2 separate regions of the Gossypium hirsutum genome follow, and region 2 is linked to region 1. A link is a contact called in public Hi-C data. All regions are on one chromosome and are shown on one strand. The core of a region is the stretch at or near the end of the contact, and the rest is flanking DNA. Distances in the headings are between cores, read along the strand shown.

Region 1 (5,899 bases), core at 1,594-4,093:
AGAAAATAGATTTAAACCAAAATTATAAAATTAATAATACATTCATTATAAGCCTAACATTTTAGGTGTATTTAAATAGACAAAATATTTTTTTTTTCTCAACTAATGCTAATCGAAAAATATATCAAAGAGCTCAATAATTTAAATTAGTAGCTTTTACTATTTTGTTTCGATTTAAACAAATTAAATCAAAGATATTAAAAATAAAATAAAATTGTCAAAAAAAAAAGTATTGAATTTACTCTCATATCTTCAAATCTTTGCATTATTAAAAATGTAAAATTACTCAAAGTAAATTTTGAAATCCCAAACTAACCCACAAACATTAAATGAAATAGCAGATTGATTTTTATGTGAACATTTTCATCGGTTTACAATTATAAGTATCAAAAATTGATAATTTTTAACAAAATGATCAATTTGCTTTTTTGATCTAAGATACAAAAATTAATATATCTATTTTTTGAGTAAAAGGGATAAAATACAATACAATACACAACCTTCATTTCAGAGAAAATGTTAATAACAAAATGTAAATTTGCAGTAATGGATGAAACAAACCTTATTATAAAACTCAGATCTTAATTAGCTCAAAGAAGCACAAAAATGCATGTGGGCCGGGCTTGAGAAGAACAAATAAAGTCAATAGCTTACCTGGAGAAACTGCTGCGGAGTATCTTATATTATTAGAAGAAAAAGTCACCACTGAAGAGCTGTCATACATGAATAAGATGACTCATATTGATACTCATTTAATATTCATACATGCTACCCCATAATATCTATATATGTTCATCGCAGGTGAGTTATTCGGGCTACATATTATTTCTCGACAGTCACCAACTGCCTGCTACTCACTTCAAGCTTAGGACTTCAATCTCGAATTCGAGAACCGAGTTTGGCTGTATTCCCCATGCAGGAAACCCACCAGCACCATAAGCATAGTCTGGGGAGCACTGCAGACATGTATAAAAAAGTCAATCAGAAGCTTCATCAAAGCATGCAGGGACCCTCGGCGGACCGAGGGACAAGATATTGCATTTCCAACAAATCCAACACATACAGAAACTTGAGCTGTCATAACGTAGGTTATGACACAACATATAGAAACAGGCACCCTGATTCTTTTCTTGAAAACAAAAAGGAAAGGAAGAGATAAAACAACAAGAGTTTGGAATTTTGTGGTATTGATTTATCAACCTTGCATTGGGAGGTCCAAGATATACTTTTATGATATGAATTATCATTCATGGCATTGATCTAAACATTTCAACTTCAAATATGTAATTGCAGTACAACTAAGTACACTTGAAATGAATTCAGAGTTTGATGAAACAGTACCCGAAGACGAGCAACTTCTGCCACTTGCATTCCCATCACACCTTCATCCCATCCTACAAAAGGTTGAACATAACTTTTAGTTCCCCCCAAGATGAGGTACTAGGTATTCCACAATGAGAAATAAGACGTGCAAAAAAATAAGAAATAGAAAGAGTAAAGGCAGTCACCGCAAATAAGCAATGCTTGTTTCCTAAGTTTCAAAAAAGCATCAAGCATTCTTTCTTCTTTTTTCCTTCTCAATAGATATTGAGTTCAACCAACATGCACATTATAGTTTGTCCTAAATAACAAATTCTTTTACACACATTACATTATAAAATCACCTCTTCACCAATCTATAAAGTGGAGTGTTATATAGATCATCAAGTTATGGTCTCGATTGACATAATTATGACAAATTTATAAGCATTCAGTCAGTCATCTATCAATTACACAACTTGATGGGGAAAAAAACATGAAATTTCATCACTTCCAATGGTCAATGAGGTTGATGTCACCAACAAAAAATGCATTCGGATATAACAAAAGACAAGGTGCTATAGAAGACAATGGTAAAAACAAGTTCTACTAGAAAATAAACCACCATTCAAATCGAATATTTCGATATATCAAACTTTATGACACAACTCGAACCGATGCATTCACATTCATTAATCAAAATACCCAGAAAATAAAGTTTCCTGCTTTAGTAAAAAAAACCATCAAATTTTGTGGAATATTATGGAACTCAGCAAGGTAGGAACCTAGCAACAAGCAATTAAAATTTACCTTTTATAACAGAGCCCTTGCCAATTTGGAAAGAGAAAGGTTGCTGCCCTGGATCCTTTGTGCTAAAAAATGGATACAAACAGAGAAATAATCAATAATTCAATATTAACAAAGCTGTGTTAGAAAGAAGAGAAAAAAAAAACCCCAATTCATCATTCTGGTAGAAAACCATTACTCACCTCCAGAATTTCTCAGACAAATCTCCATTTTTCCCTGCACCCAACAAAATATTATCATCAAACATAGAAACAAAAAAATCGTGTAAACAGCACAGAAAAGCAAGCAGTCTTTCATCAAATTAGGGCGTTTAGGGAAAACCCTTTTGATTAAATAAAATATTGATGACTCAAAAATGAAAAAAACGAAACAGATTTTTTTCCAGTCAGAGAGAAAAGCAGAGAAAGAGAAATAGCAACCGTATCCAGTACAGTGAACGGTGACGGTCTGACCGGGAGTGGGTTTGGGACCGGTTCCAGGCCTGATGACTTGCTTCTCTACTCCCATTTTTCAGGTTTGAATGACGATCTAACAGGATTTTCTTAGGGTTTTTGCTTTCTGTTGTCGGCGGTAATTATCAGGTAGTCAATAAATATAGTCGAGATTCGAGAGTATTGCAGGCAAACCCGCGCCGGGAGGGGGGTGGATCGTGGAAAACCGGAACGGGCCAGGCCCATTATAGGATGCTTTGGTTAAAATTAGATTGAGGGTTTTGTTATGGGTAGAGGGCCACGGGTGATTTCAGGTTGGTTCACTTCTATACGTAATATTAATATGAAATGTATTTAGGAATTCTCTCTATTATATTATATGTATAGAAATTGATAAAATTAATTTCTTTTGTTATTAAATGGGTCAGTTTAAAGTTTTTTTTAGGAGATTTTTAGTCTCCGGTGAGGCGAGTTTACTCTTAGTTTTGGTATAAACGCACCACAATCATCCGTTTGGATGAGCTGTGACGTGTTTCAGTCCAATTTTTGTACTACATTGAAGCTCTCAGTTTTGACTAAAGCATTGCCCTACAGTGAAAAAGAAGGAGCCATTTGTTGACAATAATGCCTATACGGAGCCATTTGTTGACAATAATGCCTATACTTTTATTTATAATTATTGTACAGCCTAATTTTGGCCCGGACTGAACAGTCCCAAACCAAACAATTGTTAACAGTCCATTTTACAAATCCAAGCCCAATAAACCCAAACCCATTTTACAGAAAATTTGACCCAATTCCTATTGGCCCCAATAGGCCCAAAAGACTAAACTAGGAAACCCTAGGGTTTCTATGCCAGCAACTTAGGCACCGCCCTGTCCCATCGCCCGTACCACCAGCTCCGACTGTACCTGCAAAATGGAAAAGAAACACGCAAAGCAGAAAAGAAGCAGCAGACAACACAGAGCAGTAGCAAGAAACTTAAAAATATTGTATTGAAATGGCTATAAAAGCCAGATCCGAGTGTAATATAATGGGGGGATTTTCAAAAATCAAAAAGCAAAAAATAAAAAAGGAGTTAAGGTTCTTATTTTTTTCTTTTATTTTTCCTTATTTTCGAATCGGTTTCCTTCATCTTTCAATTCATATATATAATAAAAATAAGAAAGGAGAAGAGGGCTTACCCTTTTTGAGACCGCCGAGGAAAAAGGGGAAGATTTCGGCGGCCGACGCGGCGGCGGACGGCGACTACCGGAGCCGGAGTTCTTGCCGGAGCTCACAGACAAAAGGAGAGAAGAGAGAATTTGAGAGAATTTGTTTTTATTTTTTTGAGGAAGTGAGAAAAATGATTTTTTTTAAAAAAAAAATTTGGTTTATATAATGTTGCAAAACGGCGCCGTTCTGAGCCTTAGCTTAAGGCGCCAAAACGACGCCGTTTAAGGTCCTGACCAGGACGCGCGACCCGACCCTCCTGAAGGATCCGCGCTTTTTTTAAAAAAGGGTTATTTAACCTTTAAGGCTTTCCGCATTTTTGTTATGTTTTAATCCAATCCTTTTTACTTTTAATTTTTGCCTTTAATTTCGACTTTGTTTCGATTTAGTCCCCTAAGGGACTGTGCGCTTTGGGACAGGGGATATTTCCCTAATGAGTCTCTCCTCCCTTACGCATGTCTCATTTTAGTCCAAATTCTAGCTTTCCTTTTTAATTTATCCCTTAAAGTTCATTTCTTTTTATCTTGGTCCCTTTTTGTTCTTTTTGTTATTTTATTAACTAATTTAATATTATTGTTACTATAATTATATTTTATTTTTATGCTTTTTATTTGCTATTATTATTATTATTATTACTTTCATTCTTTTATTACTATTGTTGTTGCTATTTCTCTTGTTGTTTTTATTATTATTTATATTATTGTTAGTATTATTATTATTCCTTAGTTTATTATTATTATTATTTTATCATTATTTTCTATTATTGTTATTATCAATACACTATTATTATTCTTATTAATGTATTACTATTATTTTCTACTTTATTATTATTATATTATAACTATTGCTATCATCATATTATTAAACTAATTAATTTTATATTGGTTCTGTCACATTATATATTTTTTTCCTTTTGCATTTATCTACATTATTATTACTATTATTATTATCATTATTTTTGAACATATCATGTATTTTAAATTATTATCAATTTTAAATTTTTTACATATATTATTTCTTTTAAATTGTCATACGTAGTATTTATTTTGAATTTTTTTATATGTATCTTTGTATTTTAAATTATTATATATATACATATTATTTTTTAAAAATATTTCTATATATTATTTAGTTGTATCGTTTTATATGATAAATTGTGTTAAATTCTCTTTATTATTTATTATAAACCTTTCTACTATTATCAATTTTAAAATTTCACATGTTATTTATATTAAACTTTTGTACATATCTTCCATATGTTAATTATTTTAAATTATTATTTTTTACGATATTATTTATTCTAAACCTTTATACGCAATTTTAAATTATTTTTTTGAATTATTATTTTAAGTTATTCTATTTATATTATTATGTTATCTTGTAAATTAATGATTTTAAATTGTTTAATATCATTTACTTTAAATTATTTTCTATAGTGTCTATTTCAAGCTTGTTTTTCCTATATGTTATTCGTCTAGAATCGTCTTATTGCTTATTTTTAATTGTTCGTATTGTTCATTTCATTTCTCTTTAATTATTAATATTTAAATAATGTATGTTGAGTGATTATTGTCATTGTGTGTACTATAATTCGTTCACTTATTTTCATACTATTGTCACTTCTTTGTATAGTATTTTATCCATGTATATTGTTTCATGTTTGTAATTTCGCCTTTCATTCGTAATTGTCGCATTGTAATTTTCAACTTATTGATCCTAAATTCATGATTCCATTTCACTTCAAGTCAAATTAATGTATTTTGGGTCGACTTTGTAAAACAAAGGTGAAGTTTGATGTTTAGAAATTCGAGGGATCATGCCCTAATGTGTTGGGTTTCGATCTTTTGTTTGTTTAAATAATCAAATTTCCCTTTAAAATTTCGTCCGCGTTTTCTAAACCTTAAAACAAAGGCGATGTTTGATATCTAGAAATTCGAGGAATCATGCCCTAATATCTGGGTTTCGATCTTTCGTTTGTCTAAATAATCAGATTTCCCTTTTAAACTTCGTCCGCATTTATTAAACTTTAAGACAAAAGCGATGATTGATGTTTGGAAATTCGGGAAATCGTGCCCTAATGTGCTGAGTTTCGATTTCTTGTTTATCCAAATAATCAAACATCCCTTTAAAATTCCGTCCACATTTTTCTT
Region 2 (5,899 bases), core at 2,434-4,933, 440 kb after region 1:
TTGCATAATGTTATTTTTAATTAAAAATCACTTGAATAAATCAAAACGTATGTAAAAGGCCATATTATCTCGAGGTAACAAAAGGTCATATCCCGAAAGTTAGGACACGGCATCTTGAATCCTCGAAAATAAGCTTGCTCTTTATTTTAATTACTATTTAAACCTCATATGTTTTAATTTTAAAAGGAATGTTAGGTTATCTAGGTTCAAAGATAAAGTCAAACCCCATAAGTTAGGGCACGACTTTTCGAATCTCCAAATTCGGAACATTTGCCTTAATTTTAAAAATTTCCTTTTTATGCATCGAGTAAAAAAATTTATGTAATACTTAAAATGGTATATATATTTAGTTTATTCGAACATCGTATGAAAAAAGGACAAATATGTTTAAACATAGTGTATGATACAATGATAATGAAATAATGTGAAGTGACTATGTGTGTAGTATTCTAAAATAATAAAGAATAAATAAAGGAATGATACAATAATAATATAATTATAATAATAAAACACCAATAATAGCAATGGCAATAATCCCATTAATCACTATTCTATTATTAATTAAATAATAAAAGAAAAATAAACAATAATAATATATGAAAATAAAGGAATAAATAAAAATACAAATTTTAAATACACAAAAAGTAAAGAAATGAATAAATGAATGAATATATAAATAAATAAATAAAACATAACATAACAATATACCTATAAAAATCTATAAAAGATTGAAACTAAATGAATAAAGGGTAAAATCAAAATTAAAATGAAATTTAGAGTCTAAATTATAATAAAATAAATGAATAACTATAAAAAGGACTAAATTGAAATTTAAAAGATATTTAGGGGACTAAATTGTAAAAAAAATAACAAAACATAATAAAGGACCAAAATAAAATGTGAGAAAATAACCAGGGACCAAACGGAAAATTATCCCAAACCCTGGGACATGTGTCATCCCCTAAGCGGGTCTATAGTGATCCAGGGACTAAATTGAACAAAAAATAAAATAAATGGGGAAGATTGAAAAATAAAAATCAAGCAATAGGATTGAAAATTAAAAATCAAGCAGTAGGACATAATTGAATAATAGTGAAAATGCGAAAGGATCAAAATAGAAATTAGACCCTCCATTGTCGAAAACATGCGAATCCTAAGGCAGGTCGAGTCGGTAATCAGGTCACGCAATAAAACAATGTTGTTTTGGGGTTTATGAACCCAGGCCAAAACGACACTATTTTAATCCCCTATTTAAGTTTTAAAAAAATGAAAAAGAATCATTTCACCAATGTTTTAAAAAAAAACCCTTTTTTCTCTGTTTTCTCTCTGGGCACAGCCCAAAATCTAGGTAAGGGAGCCGCCGAGCTCCACCGATCGCCGGCGACAGCTCCGCCATCCATGGTGGCCAGAAAAATATTAAAAAAACATTTTTGGTCATTTCGTTTCCCTAAGCCTAGATCGGAGATCATTTTTCCAAAAAACCCACCGAATAGCAGAAATCTCGATGAAATCCTTCGATTTTTTAGTTTTAAAAAAAAACTTCTCAATAAAGCCACCTTTCATCATAAGTGGCGACCTCGGCCTCTCTCGCTGGTGGGACACAAATCGCCAAGTAAGTGTTTTCTTTTTCTTTTTATTTAAAAAGACTCGAAAAAAATAAATACAAGAAAGAAAATCACCTCCAGTTTTTTTGTATTCTATTTTTTGATTTCTTTTTTTGTGTTTTTTTTTGTTCGATTTCTATTTCTTCCAAAAAAAACTCCCATTACAATCTGTTTTTTATGGCTTTTATAGCCATTACATTGCATATTATTTTCTACTGTTTCGTGACTGTTTGTGTATCTACTCCTGTCCTTTTCTTCCTTTTTCCTTGCAAGTAGTGGTTGAGGAGCGGTTGATGATGACAGAGGCTAGGAGTAGCGGCAGCACTAGGGTCCGATGCTAGGGCTAGATTAGGGTTTTTGTTTAGTTTTAAAATAGTTTAGGTATTATGGGCTTTAGGGTTTTTTTATTTGGGCCACTTGGGCTTGATGTAATTTTCGTCTAATATTTGTAAAAGGACCTGACTGTTATTGAACTTTTATTTATTTTAATTTTGTTTATTATATTTTTTGTTTGTTGGGCGGGGCAGAATTGGCATGTTACAAGGATATTTAGAGTTTTAACTTAGATAAGATAATTAGGAATTTAATTAATAGGTTAAATAAAATTTTAGATTTTAGTTAAGATAATTTAGAGTTTAAATTAAATTAGTATAATTAAAATTTTAATTTATTTAAAAAGAGTTCTAATAAAATGGTAAGTATAAAAATATTTAAACTGAAATTTTAGGGATTATAGGTTAGACCCTAATTCAGTTAAGAATATGGTACATATTATATTACAATATTATAACAAGTATTTGATATTTTATTTTATTTATTTCATTTTTGGTTGTGTATTATATTACAATAATTATTTGTTATTATTTATTAAAATTTTAAGTGGAATTTTTTTAAATGTAATTAAGATTGAATCATACATGATTATCAATAACATACTAAAATAGCTAACATTGAATTAAAACTTGTAATTATATCATCATATATTTATACATGTCTTAACTTGTAAAAAGTTTAAACAAGACGGTGCAATTTATAATTAATAGTAGAAGAGTATAATGATCAAGCTATGTTAAACTAACAATACATGCAATATCATTAAAGTAAAATACATAACATAAACTTCATTAAAACATAAATCAAGCCAAGTGATGTTAACATTAGATACAACATTCAAAATTAATTTCACTAGAACATACAATATAACATAAACTATATCCATTCAGAATCTCTATGCAAAGAGATTCACCATTGGTGCATGGAGGAATGCGCACACACAGTTCCCGCTCACCATCTTTTTTATTAACTATATAATTACTATATATCATGAAATTACTGCATGATGATGGCACATGCACCAGTGTCATATGGTTCAAGGCTTAGTGACCGAGCCAGATTGAATAAACATGGACTTCGGCCATTCAGGCATTTTAGCCCACTCAGGGTACTCGGCCTTTTTCTCGGGTTTTTTCTCCACTTCTTTTTCATGCTTTGGGAACTCATGTTTATGTTCCTTACCCTCATCTTGTTTTTCTTTGTACTCGTGTATTTTCGGATATTCAACTTCGTGTTTCTCGTGCTCTTTAGATTTTTCCCATTTAGGGAACTCGGGTTTTTCTTTCTCGTACTCTTCGTGCTCCTTCGATTCGTATGACTCGTGGTACTCTTCATGTTTATGTTTCTTATCCTCATCTTGTTTTTCCTTGTACTCGGGTATTTTCGGATATTCGACTTCGTGTTTCTCGTGCTCTTTAGGCTTTTCCTGTTTGGGGAACTCAGGTTTTTCTTTCTCGTACTCTTCATGTTGTTTGCAGGGTTTTTTTTTTTCCTCCTTGTGCATTTCAGGCTTCTCATGTTTGGGGTACTCTTCGTGATACTTTGGCTGTTTGTATTCTGACTTTTCATATTCAAACTCTTCGTGCTTTTCGTATTTTGAAGCCAATTGTGGCAGCTCCGATAAGGTTGTTTGTGTCTCGAATAAACGTCGAGCCGTTGCCGAGACAGTGTGGCTACCGATCATTGGTGAGACACAAATGAGAAAAAGTTGGAAAAGGAAGAAAGGGTGACGAATGTTATGAGCCATGGTTTACAAAATAGAAAGCAAAGAATTTTTAGTGTATTTGTGTGTGGATTGTTGTCTATGTGTAGCAAGCCTTTTATAGGAGAGGATGAGAGATGGTTTGGTGGGATTTGGCTCCACGTTGTTTGTACCAATTTCTCATCTACATACTTGACTTTATGGTGGGATCATGCTAAGAAGGTGCTCAATCTGTATCAAATACTTTTACGTAAATATAAAAAATATAACTCCCGAAAAAATATTATAGAAATGAAGTATATATATATAAAATAATTTTTTTTTATTTAGATAATAGTTTGCGAGAGCATTTGGTCCAATGTAAGATTATTTTTCATAATAGGATTACAAGAATATAATATTACAAGCGGGATGTTCTGTATGTTATATTATCTTATTTCATTCATTTGATTTGAATTTTTGTGTTTGGTTAATAGAAATTGAGATTACCTAAATTTACATTTTTACTAAATTGTCTTTGTTATAGAATTTGTTCTCTTAATGTTTCTTAGTCTCAATTTCTATAAAATTATGATAATTTATTATAATTTATGTATTCATAAGTACATATACAAATGTTGAAATAAATTTATAAATCATAGTTAGAATAATTAGTGGAAAGTGATTGTATCACCAATCATAATTATAATCATAATTAATATACTAATAAATAAATATAATAATTATAATTTTAAAGTATAACATGAATTGTTTCAATATTAAGAAAAAAAATATTTTTAATTAGATTTAAATTTTATTTGGAAAAAAATAGACTAAATTAATTTAAATAATAAAAATAAAAATAAATTTATTCAAAATTTAATATTATGCTTTTAATTTAAAGTTAATTACACTTTATATTACTATATTTTAATATTATTTGTACGAGATTATAGTATGGGATGTTCAAAATATTAAGAATCTAAATAACATAATTTTATTTTAAAATATAATATTACATTCCGTAATATAAAATTCCACCAATCAATTTTTTTTTTTGGGTGTGACCAGCCCACCTTGTTTTAATTTCATTTTAACATTATTCTGTGAGCAGTTGAACTAAACAAAGTGCCTTTTTCCATTATAAGCAAAATTTGGCTCATTGAAGGCAGCTCAAACTTTGATCACTCTTGGGTAGACCAGCCAACTGCTTGCAAAAATTATAATGTTATATACTTTACGTATCTCCTGGATCACTCTTGGGTAGACCAGCCAACTGCTTGCAAAAAGTATAATGTTATATACTTTACGTATCTCCTCACTGTCACATTCACGAAAGTTTTGTTCTTCTACTACATAAAAGAAAAGCTTCTTTAAAAATGTTCATGGATTTTGAACTTTGTGTTAGGCTCAGTTTTAGGCCCAGTCACAGTCAAATCAGAAGACTTGGATGAAGCATACCAAAGTCGGTCCAAATTCTCATAGATGAACTATGTCAACAAGCCACTATATTGAATCCCAGATAGTATATAGAAGTTGCTTTAAGACCATTAATTATTATGACATATTTCATTTTCAAAGAAAAATATATTTGAAAAATACGACATTAATAGGAGGGACAGCCATAAACTTTAAACATGAACTGTAAAACAGATATAAAATATACTCAAAAAAATTGCTTTGGGAAGCACCGTATCAGATATTCTCATTCCGATATGCCATGGAAAAGTTATCTGATGCTACAATTTAACCCATAACATCCATAAAAATTTAGGATTGAAGAAAGGGTTACAAATGTTTGAGGTTGAAACCTTAGACCTACTGGATGAACCGAGAAAACTCGGGACATAATGGAACATCGAATCATGTATCTTTCCATGTAGCAATCAAACAAATTGATATTAAGTTGAAAATTGTTATCAAATGAATTAGAATTACAACATACAAAATCAATTTTCCAACACCAGGTCCCCTATATTCTTTTCTACATCCTTTTCAACCACAGATACAGAAGCAAACATATTATTACAACTAAGTAGTTATTCCTTGATATCACAAGGAATAAACATTATTAGACTGCATTGACACTTAACACTTACGAATCAAGTAAACTGTGAACGGAACAGCGAATGCGGAAGCAACAGATAAAAAAGATAAGATGGACCGAGAAGGTTAGCACCAAAATAATCGGTCCTTCACTACAACTCTGGTTTTTCCATTCATGATGCTTCCCTTGTAATCCAATGTCCATTTCTCGAAAGTACAGTTGACAAAGTCATAG

Evidence for each region. Hi-C and Micro-C count contacts between places; a contact is called where the count stands out from the background.
Region 2: a contact with region 1 is called in a Hi-C map of leaf, with 2.2 times the contacts expected there. The contact joins the promoter of LOC121218477 here to the promoter of LOC107940278 in region 1. A contact is called at or near these places in 4 of 34 Hi-C or Micro-C datasets (hypocotyl and leaf).

The regions. Positions count from the first base shown.
Region 1 is chrA03:109,443,100-109,448,998 of Gossypium_hirsutum_v2.1, forward strand. It overlaps LOC107940278 (peptidyl-prolyl cis-trans isomerase FKBP12), which reads right to left and starts at 2,844. Exons shown (of 5, transcript XM_016873715.2): 1 at 2,526-2,844; 2 at 2,289-2,322; 3 at 2,110-2,171; 4 at 1,342-1,394; 5 at 651-956. The coding sequence starts at 2,613. The coding sequence ends at 855.
Region 2 is chrA03:109,884,667-109,890,565 of Gossypium_hirsutum_v2.1, forward strand. It overlaps LOC121218477 (protein PELPK1), which reads right to left and starts at 3,684. Exons shown (of 1, transcript XM_041095680.1): 1 at 2,974-3,684. The coding sequence starts at 3,684. The coding sequence ends at 2,974. It overlaps LOC107887010 (beta carbonic anhydrase 5, chloroplastic), which reads right to left. Exons shown (of 9, transcript XM_016811139.2): 9 at 5,499-5,899. The coding sequence ends at 5,791.